Regions from separate parts of the Mus musculus genome. Here regions 1 and 2 are each linked to region 3. A link is a contact called in public Hi-C and HiChIP or PLAC-seq data. All regions are on one chromosome and are shown on one strand. Each heading gives the region's core, a stretch centred on a gene start, on an enhancer-like site or on the middle of the called end of the contact. The rest is flanking DNA. Distances are from core to core; before and after follow the strand shown. Region 1 overlaps Dpyd (dihydropyrimidine dehydrogenase). Region 2 holds the start of Dpyd (dihydropyrimidine dehydrogenase). Region 3 has its middle 3.5 kb from the start of Mir137.

Evidence for each region. A called contact is a pair of places that touch in the nucleus more often than the background predicts. HiChIP or PLAC-seq counts read pairs in DNA pulled down with a chosen protein or histone mark.
Region 1: a contact with region 3 is called in a Hi-C map of liver, with 2.6 times the contacts expected there. The contact joins two enhancer-like sites. A contact is called at or near these places in 7 of 39 promoter capture datasets (the 3T3-L1 cell line, the HPC-7 cell line, hippocampal neurons and 3 more), 3 of 484 Hi-C or Micro-C datasets (all in liver) and 1 of 115 datasets of contacts at active chromatin or transcription factors (liver).
Region 2: an H3K27ac HiChIP or PLAC-seq map of hepatocytes shows a contact between it and region 3, with 6 times the contacts expected there. The contact joins the promoter of Dpyd here to the enhancer-like site in region 3. A contact is called at or near these places in 1 of 39 promoter capture datasets (liver), 20 of 484 Hi-C or Micro-C datasets (the N1E-115 cell line, embryonic stem cells, extraembryonic endoderm stem cells and 4 more), 4 of 115 datasets of contacts at active chromatin or transcription factors (embryonic stem cells, hepatocytes and liver) and 2 of 9 other capture datasets (adipose tissue and liver).

Annotation. Positions count from the first base shown.
Region 1 is chr3:118,577,227-118,580,431 of GRCm38.p6, reverse strand. All of the region lies in intron 1 of Dpyd (dihydropyrimidine dehydrogenase), which reads right to left. Among named protein-coding and RNA genes, the nearest start is that of Dpyd, 17 kb to the right of the region's middle. Within about 2 kb of position 1,316, at least 3 of the 459 cell types and tissues checked have an H3K27ac peak or open chromatin away from gene starts, as enhancers often do. A contact at or near this core is called in liver, where this site is marked.
Region 2 is chr3:118,560,814-118,563,874 of GRCm38.p6, reverse strand. Dpyd (dihydropyrimidine dehydrogenase) reads right to left here and starts at 1,695. Exons shown (of 23, transcript NM_170778.3): 1 at 1,561-1,695. The coding sequence starts at 1,599.
Region 3 is chr3:118,428,875-118,431,864 of GRCm38.p6, reverse strand. No RefSeq gene overlaps it. Among named protein-coding and RNA genes, the nearest start is that of Mir137, 3.5 kb to the left of the region's middle. Within about 2 kb of position 1,449, at least 40 of the 459 cell types and tissues checked have an H3K27ac peak or open chromatin away from gene starts, as enhancers often do. A contact at or near this core is called in the N1E-115 cell line, hepatocytes and liver, where this site is marked.

The DNA of each region.
Region 1 (3,205 bases), core at 67-2,566, 150 kb before region 3:
GGTACTGGGTATTGAAATGTATTGGCAGACCATGGGGTGCATGGCAGCGAGAGGAACTCGGGGCCCTGCTGGAAAGATGACCCATCGGGAGCCCTATGGTGCAGCATGGCTGGAGAGTTGGCTGGCTGGCAGGAGCTCAGAAGCGTGGTCTAGCACCGCAGACAACTGGCGGGTTCATTTTTTAATAGTTCCCTCAACAATTATATTTCTTACTGAAATATAATTTATATAATTATAATATATAATATATAATTTATTTCTTTATGAAGGGAAAAGTGTGTTTTAATTCAAATATATCTATCCTTAAAGATAGTTTATTACTTTTAAAGTTAAAAAAATTAATCAAAACTTTTACACACATGTCCTTTTGAACACACATGCATAAATATGTAGACATATTCATGTGATCACTCCATCCTGCATCTAATATAAGGCTATCCTAGGAAAACCATCGTTTGACAGTCTGGTCTGCCACAGTCATTCTACAGGGGAGGACCAAAAACACTGATACAATAAGACCATCTCCATTCTACAGACAGGTAGACAGGTGCAGTGTCACTGTTACATTTACCCATTTAAGGTATTGACCTGAGATTTGGGGAGGCTGTTTATTCAAAACTGGACCCTGCAGTTCTTTCCAAAAAACCTAAGAGCTCATGGAGAGGTCAGACTAGAATCCATGAAGAAGTAGCAAATAGAAACTAATTACTTCTGTGAGTAAGCAGCACATGGGTGCCTTAGTGACTTGGAGCTTAGTGATCAGTGTATGGACACTGTGCAGAGGGGGCAAGCAGTCACACCTCTATCCAGTTTCTATATTTGCTCTGGAAAGTCGCTTTCTGTCAAAAAAAAAAAAAAAACCAAAAAACAAAAAACAAACATGTTTTTTGGAAGTGAACTTGGGTCCTCTGGAAGAACAGCAAGTACTCTGAACCACTCAGCCATTTCTCCAGCCGCTGAAGTCATAAATTTTTTTGTTGTTGTTGTTGGGTTTTTTTAACAAGTTTTAGATCTTCACTAATGATTATGAAAATAATTTAGCAATTAAATCTGAGAAATGAAAAGAAGCTTAACACAAGTTGACACAAAGACATGTACATTTTACTGTGAGCAATGTTATAATTTATCCCTAAAGATCTAAAGAAGAAACTGAATGCTCTTTTTTTTTAATTACAGAAATTACACTTCTTTTTTTTTTAAACTCCAGCATTGCTCAATGAAAAGAAGGTCTCCCAAAGCTCTGAAGCTACTGTAAAAAGAAAGAGTCGGAGGCAGGTAGGTATTGAACTCACTCCCTGAGGGCACTGGTATACCAGCTTGAGCTCCCTGGACACTGCCACCTCCCCAGCTGTGCTCTCCTTTTCACTGATAATTATCAAGCAGACTGGGGGATCTGTCTCTAATTTCAAATTAAACATAGCATTGTCTGAAGCTGGAGAGACAGCTTAGGGAGCCAGCATGGTGATCTGAGTTCAATTTGCAGAACCCATGTAAAATAAGCTGGGTGTGCTACAGCATATTTACAAACGCCATATTAAAGAGGGGAATATAGGAGAACCCTCTGGACTTGATAGCCAGAGAGCCTATCATAATCAGTGAGGTCCAGGCCTGTAAGAGACCCTGTCTCAAAAGAAAACTAGAAAAAAAAATAACACAAACAACAAAAACTGGTGGCTGCTGCCTGAGGAACAACATTTGAGGGTGGCATTTGTATACACACCAACATATGTGTATACACATGTACATGCACATAAGCAAGTATATACACAAAAGTATCCTCTATAAATTCACAAAATATGGATTAATCCACATCTGTAATCCACAAATTAAGGACTTCAGCCACCTATAGCAGGACTTGACTTTCCCTGGTGCTCAGACAAGATATTGGTGCAATAGTGGTACAACCATTATAAGAATAACCAACCACTTTCTGGTTGGATATAGATTGCACTTCAAAAGATGAAATCCAGACCTGGCACTATTGTCAGGCCAAGAACCTATGGCTAGACAGGTCATTGGCCTGAAGGGTGTGCCTATTACTATTATTCTTATAAATGGCATAGCATTAAACTAACTCCAATTGACTTACTAGTAAACCCATGGGTTAATGGAGCTCTCTCAATCCTGGGCAAAGATGATTAACATACTAACCAACAACTAACCAAGGTGCAGAAAATTCAAGATTGCGCCTTCCGCTCGACTCGTGACTCGAACCCCGGGCTACCTTGCCAGCAGAGTCTTGCCCAACACCCGCAAGGGTCCACACAGGACTCCCCACGGGACCCTAAGACCTCTGGTGAGTGGACCACAGTGCCTGCCCCAATCCAATCACGCGGAACTTGAGACTGCGGTACATAGGGAAGCAGGCTACCCGGGCCTGATCTGGGGCACAAGTCCCTTCCGCTTGACTCGAGACTCGAGCCCCGGGCTACCTTGCCAGCAGAGTCTTGCCCAACACCCGCAAGGGCCCACACGGGACTCCCCACGGGACCCTAAGACCTCTGGTGAGTGGACCACAGTGCCTACCCCAATCCAATCGCGTGGAACTTGAGACTGCAGTACATAGGGAAGCAGGCTACCCGGGCTTGATCTGGGGCACAAACCCCTTCCACTCCACTCGAGCCCCGGCTACCTTGCCAGCTGAGTCGCCTGACACCCGCAAGGGCCCACACAGGATTCCACACGTGATCCTAAGACCTCTAGTGAGTGGAACACAACTTCTGCCAGGAGTCTGGTTCGAACACCAGATATCTGGGTACCTGCCTTGCAAGAAGAGAGCTTGCCTGCAGAGAATACTCTGCCCACTGAAACTAAGGAGAGTGCTACCCTCCAGGTCTGCTCATAGAGGCTAACAGAGTCACCTGAAGAACAAGCTCTTAACAGTGACAACTAAAACAGCTAGCTTCAGAGATTACCAGATGGCGAAAGGCAAACGTAAGAATCCTACTAACAGAAATCAAGACCACTCACCATCATCAGAACGCAGCACTCCCACCCCACCTAGTCCTGGGCACCCCAACACAACCGAAAATCTAGACCCAGATTTAAAAACATTTCTCATGATGATGATAGAGGACATCAAGAAGGACTTTCATAAGTCACTTAAAGATTTACAGGAGAGCACTGCTAAAGAGTTACAGGCTCTTAAAGAAAAGCAGGAAAACACAGCCAAACAGGTGATGGAAATGAACAAAACCATACTAGA
Region 2 (3,061 bases), core at 446-2,945, 130 kb before region 3:
ATTAAACTGGACACTTCGTACCTCACCGGCATCATTTTCCTCATAAGAATACAGATAAGAACTGCTTTTTCAAGACAAGCACATGAGAAACAACATAAAACATGAAGTCAGCTAAGCTTGAAACACTCTTCTGAAATTAAACAAAAGCCATCCGATCTGTGACACCCTGATTCCTGACAACTGTAAAGCCTGGATGCTGCCAAAGGATTGCTAACTGATTTACTTTAACAAAACCAAAAATGTCCCAGGGGTGTTAAATCAAAGATAGTACCCAGAGACCATGACTTCGATCAGACATGGTAGGTATCCTGTGCCCTGCATGCACACACATATAGTTCATTATATCAGTCATATTGTTCAATAGCCAAGAAAGAAATTGTGAAGAAAAGTCTAAGTAAACTACACAGAGAAAGAAGTCAACACGTTATCCTTTGCTCTTACTGCTACAGTGGATTTATCAAAGGAAAATATGAAGGCTCTTAGAACACTATCAGCTTTCTTTTAAGAGCATATAAAGGTTCATTATCACTGACGGCAGGGTGCGGGGAGAGCAGGGTGCAGAAGAAAACCAGTTAGCTATCCTGCTGCAAACAGGTGTCTTTAAACTTGTATTTAAAGAGCAGAACAAACGGGGGAGGGGGAGGGGGAGGGGGAGGGGGAGGGGGAGGGGGAGGGGGAGGGGGAGGGGAAAGGGTGTGTTATTTCTAAGCAAACACACAGAAGGTGGGAAAAGGGGGCCGGGCAGGAGGGAAGGAAACAGTAAGGGAAGAGAACACGAATATTCTACAAAAGTTTTGTTTTGCTTTTATCTCGAAGAAAATTCCCTAAACAAAACGGAACTGAAACCTGAGAGACACAGGCTTTGATTCAGCGTGATTAAAATCACGGCCATAACTCAAATCTTTCTCCCAACACACACATTAAAGTATATAGAACTCAGAGGAAAAATTTTTTGCTATTTCAGGTAGGGGATCGTTCTCAGAAAAATGAGATTTTTGGAAGAAACAGAGAACAAGAGAGAATCAAACACTGTTGAGAGGAGAGAACAGAGCAGTTTGTGTATCTCTTTCCGGGGAGGTCGCACTTTCCAATGTCTTCTGTACTTCGTTCCATTTTTTCCAAATGTGAAATTAAGTGGTAAACAATACCAGGGCCAGCGCCGCTCGAAACAGCGGCCTGGATCTTGGATTTCTATGCTCCACTTTTGCATACTGCGGGGCTTTGTTATTATAGGTGGGTCACTGGGTGGTTGTCCCACAAAACCACGGAGGGGACAGAGGAGGAGTTAGAGGGTTCCCTGGGCGGGAAGTGGAGCTACTGTCCCCTGGAGTCCAAGCCTCTGCACTCTGAGCCTCTGGGTCACTATGACTTAGGGCAGAGAGAGACGGCCACTTTTAAGTCTCCTACGAAGTAACCAGGTCCTGGTGCCGGAGTACAGTGTCCAGCCTGGTCCGCAAGTCTCTCCCGGGGAAACTTCGCGGATCTCCAGCTCTGTCCCGGGTGCGCCCCCGGGCCTCCCGCCCCTCTGTGACCCTCCCACCCCAGGGCCGCGGTCGGTACCTCGATGTCCGGCGCGTCCCTGCTCAGCACACCCGCCATGGCAGCGCTTTCTGGCCTCAGACTCCCGCACACAGACCCTCCCTCTGCTGCAGCAGCCTCCAGCCCCGCACCAAAGCCTCAGCTTGCCCCAGCACTGGTGCACTGACTGCCCGAGCCAAGGCAATATGGAAGGGGCGGGGCTATGCTAAAGACACGCCTCTGGGGCGGGGCAACGCTCAAGGCACGCCTCACAGCCACACCGTTCCACTGGTCCCAAGCTGCCGGGCTCTGTTCCAGAGAATTTCTGGTTGTGCTGGCCTTTGCTCCCCAAGGTTGAGTTTGGTAGGCGGGTTTAGGTGTCAGAGATCCCCAGAATTAAAAGCAAACAATTGCGTCTTTGATGTTCTTCTGAGTTCTGAGCCCTGCAACGTGCAGAAACAAAGATTAAAGAATAAGATGTCCCAGAACTCTCCAGGGACCAGGGAGTACCTGTGTTCCTCTGGCCACCAGCAAATAGGCTGGAAGGATTTTTGAAGCTGTTCTGGGGGAGTAGTAGTATTGGGGAGCCTAGGGCACAAGAAGACAGACAGACATCAGTATCCACAGTCTAGAACAGCCTATAGTGAGATGGTTCTCAACCTTCCTCATGCTGCGACCCTTTAATCTGTTCCTTATGTGTGGTAATCCCCATCCATAAAATTATTTCATTGATATTCCAAAATCATAATTTTGCCATTATAAGTAGTAATGTAGATACTTGTGTTTTCCAATGATCTTAGGTGACCCCTGTGAAAGGGTCTTTCCACTCCCAAAAGAGTCCCAGAGGGGTCTCCATGCACATGTTGAGAGCTACTACTTTAGTGAAAGGGTATCTGTAGAGGATCAAGGCTTTCTTTCTGCATGGCAGTCCATGCCTATTTTTTTAAAAATATATAGTAATATTCTAAAATGTGACGTTCATAAATATGAACAGGGGTTGTTTATTTTGTGCATTTGGTCACATAGTTGGTAGGGAGAAACAATGATGTCATCAGACTAGTCCTCTCCTCAACTTTGTGGCAGCCTAGGCGCCAGACCATTTTCTAAGTCGGACATCTTCTCTCATGGTGCTATCTGTTTCTTTTAAGGCACACAGGGCACTTCGTCCTATTGGCTAGATCATGATAATTTTGGAATCATATGATTCCCTCCTCGCTGGTATTTTTCGTTACTTTATCCATTTTCTTTTAATTCGACATGTACTTAACGCTTCGTTTTGTTTTCAGTGTAACACTGCCATGTTGGGTTTTCTAGATGTGGTCTTCAAGAAGGCTCATCACTGCTCTGACAACAAGACTGGCAGGACACAAACTGTGGTGCCTGCACTTGGCAGAAAAAGAGGAACACATGGGGGGCAGTCTTGGATGCCTGGAGAGGGCTTATAGTACAAACCACCTGGTTACCTTTAAGGTCTTGAAACTTCCAGTGGTTGGACACATATTGTCCCTTCAATCAACTATTAGCACACACAAAAATTAATAAT
Region 3 (2,990 bases), core at 200-2,699:
AATGCCCACACAGCTTTTCAATGCTTTCCAAGTTCTTTCCCTTAGTTTATCAGGATTACAAGAAAAATCACACACACGCACACACACACACACACACACACACACACACACAAGAACACACACATACACACACACACAAGAACACACAGAGAGACCCACAGACTAGCATGCTTTAAGAAAAAAAATCTGGAACAAGACAGGCGATAGGTTTTCTTCCTAACCAAGCAACAGAGTCAGCCCTTTCCCTACATACCAAATGCTCCACACTTCAGCACCTGGACCAGTGGACAGCTCAGCCCAAGCGGACAGCCTGCAGCACTCCCACCAGAACTGACGCTCCGAGCTCTAACCACAGCTCTTGTGCTTCAGCGGGGCAGCCTGACTTACGAGAACACCATTTCCTACGAGACCACTGCCGCTGGGTGCATATTCAATTCAAACCTCCTTAAGCTGTCGGATTTCCCCCACCCATCCACTCTCCCCACCCCCCTCCACCCTCCACACAAAAAAACGGAAAAGGGAAAAAGCCCAATACTACCAGGGCGTTTGTTGATCAACTTACACTTTCCTCTCGAATATTTAGGTACCGCTATCGGAGCAATAGCAGCGGAGGCTTAGGTCCGCATTAAGTACCTTTGTTCGTCGACTCCTGCAAGCCATGTTTATTAGAATCTACAATTCCCTCGCGCCCTAATAACTGAAGGTGTGTTTTTCGGGCAAGGGGTGCTTTCAGCACCTTTTGATCTCTCAAGGCCACTGCCACTATGGCAGTGTTCCTCTGTACTTCCCCACCCTGTCCCCCACTCCCCAACACCCATCCTAGCTAAACGCTTGGTAATTAAAAACCAAATATTCATAAAGCGAGCTACAAAAAAAAAAATCGGTTTAGGAAATAAGGCAATTAAGCTAAAGCAGAAATATTCTCATTCTCTCTCTCTCTCTCTCTCTCTCTCTCTCTCTCTCTCTCTCTCTCTCTCTCCTCTCTTCTCCCCTCCCTCCTTAACTCCCTCCTCCCTTCTTCTATCTCTCCTTCCCTCTCAAGTAGAAAAGGGAAAACACGAAGGAGAGGGGAAAAAAATCGGGAGGAGGGTGGTAGTGGACTCCTACAATCAATGGCAAAACACTATACACATCGTCACCGAGTAACACTCTCTGTCTCAGACAAAAAGAAACCCATTTACCGATGTAAACATAGTCGCCCTCTCCCACACATCCTACATCCTATGCGTTTGCTGAGATTTGTCTGCAGTATCGCAGGTATAGCAAAGTAACTGTCACAAATCCGTCTAGAATGAAGTGCTTACCCTCTAAATCCAGGTTGCCGGCTGAACTCCAACTGTGTGCAGAAGCCAGGAGTCATCGGATGGGCGGCGAGGCAGGCTTGGGCAGTGGGAGCCGCTGCTCTCTGAGCGCCCGGTTACAGTGTTAACAAGCCCTGGGAAGGGACCTTGTCGCCTCTCGCTGGCTGTGCCCCAGTGCCTTCGCGTGGTGGCGGCTTGCTCATGCTTCGGAGGAGTCCCAGGCGAGAGCCTTCAGCTGATGCGAGCTTCCAGAAAGGCGTGGGGAAGGGGGGAAAATCATCTAATGCAATCAAATCGATCTGATCCACACCATCTGTCGCCTGCCACTATACACAAACGTTAAAATAGGAAAACGGAAAACACTGACAGCCCAAGAGGCTTGGTCTGCAAAGAGTTCATTTTTAGCAAAGCATAATTGGGTATGGTCGGCGTACAGTTACAAAAAGCCGCTGTTAACCATCCAGTAGTGGACCCCGAACATGCTAATGGTGGATTAATTGAGGAAGATCTGACGTGTGAGCTTCATAGTCTCTTATTCATGACTTCCCAATGGGAAAGGACCAATGCCTTGTGGGACTATGGTAACATACAGTCAAAAAGCTGCTAAGAAAATGGCTGTGTGTTCACAGCACCTCTCTCTGATAACAAACATATGTCGACTAAAACGGTTTAGTAGAATGGGAGGGGGGGTTGGAGAATAGAATTTTCATTCCCTGTGTAAGCAACCCCCATATTCTTTCCTTAAAGAAAAGCAAAAAAGATATATACAACATCTTTAGCATACTGGAGAGAAAAAAAATGATGCCTTTAAAGCCTTTTTTTTTAATTTTTAATTTTTAAAATCAGCACCAAACTGTCACAGAAAAGAAAAGGAGCACTTATATAGCAGTTCTTAAAAAAAAAAAAAAACTATCATGCGTTTTCTTACTGTGATCAAAATACATGCAAAGCATATGCTGTATATAAAAACAATCTAGTAAATACCACTAGCTTTGACTAGGGGTTATTTTTTCCAGGTACCCTCTATGACTTATTGAAATCAGATCAGGATGCCTTTTTGAGAAACATTTTGTATCATTTAAAATTGATGGGGGACAGTTTTTAAAAATTAAGTTTTATAGTCCCTCCTCCCACCCATACACTGTTTGATGTGTCTCTGATCTAAACTAAACATTTGATAGGAGTGATATGGCAATGTGGGAAAGGGTAGAGATGTCAGGAAGAGGAAAAGGATGTATACTATCAATAATCAATAAATTCTACTCTATTTTTAATAGAAAAATAGGGAAATAAAATATATCACACCCTGTTAATTGTGATATTTAAATGCATACCATTATTCAAAATTAATGTTTTATGTATGGAGGGAGAACATATTTCAAACAGTGTGTGACTGTCCCTCACCTATTTGCAATTTTCAGATATTTTTAGAGGAACATCATAAGAGAGTTTCTTCTATATACGTGTAGCATTCTTTTATTACCTGTTATAAATAGGCTACACTTCTCTGATTTTCACATCCATTTGAAAACAGATAATCATATTCACTTTATTCTGCTTTTTAAAAAATTACATCAATTCTTTAGTAAACAATTAGTATTTAAGATAATTCTTGAGGTAGCTGAATGTGTCTACTGAAAAACTCTGATAATCTCTTTAAGAAAAAAATGAATTAGATTAGTCTAAAAA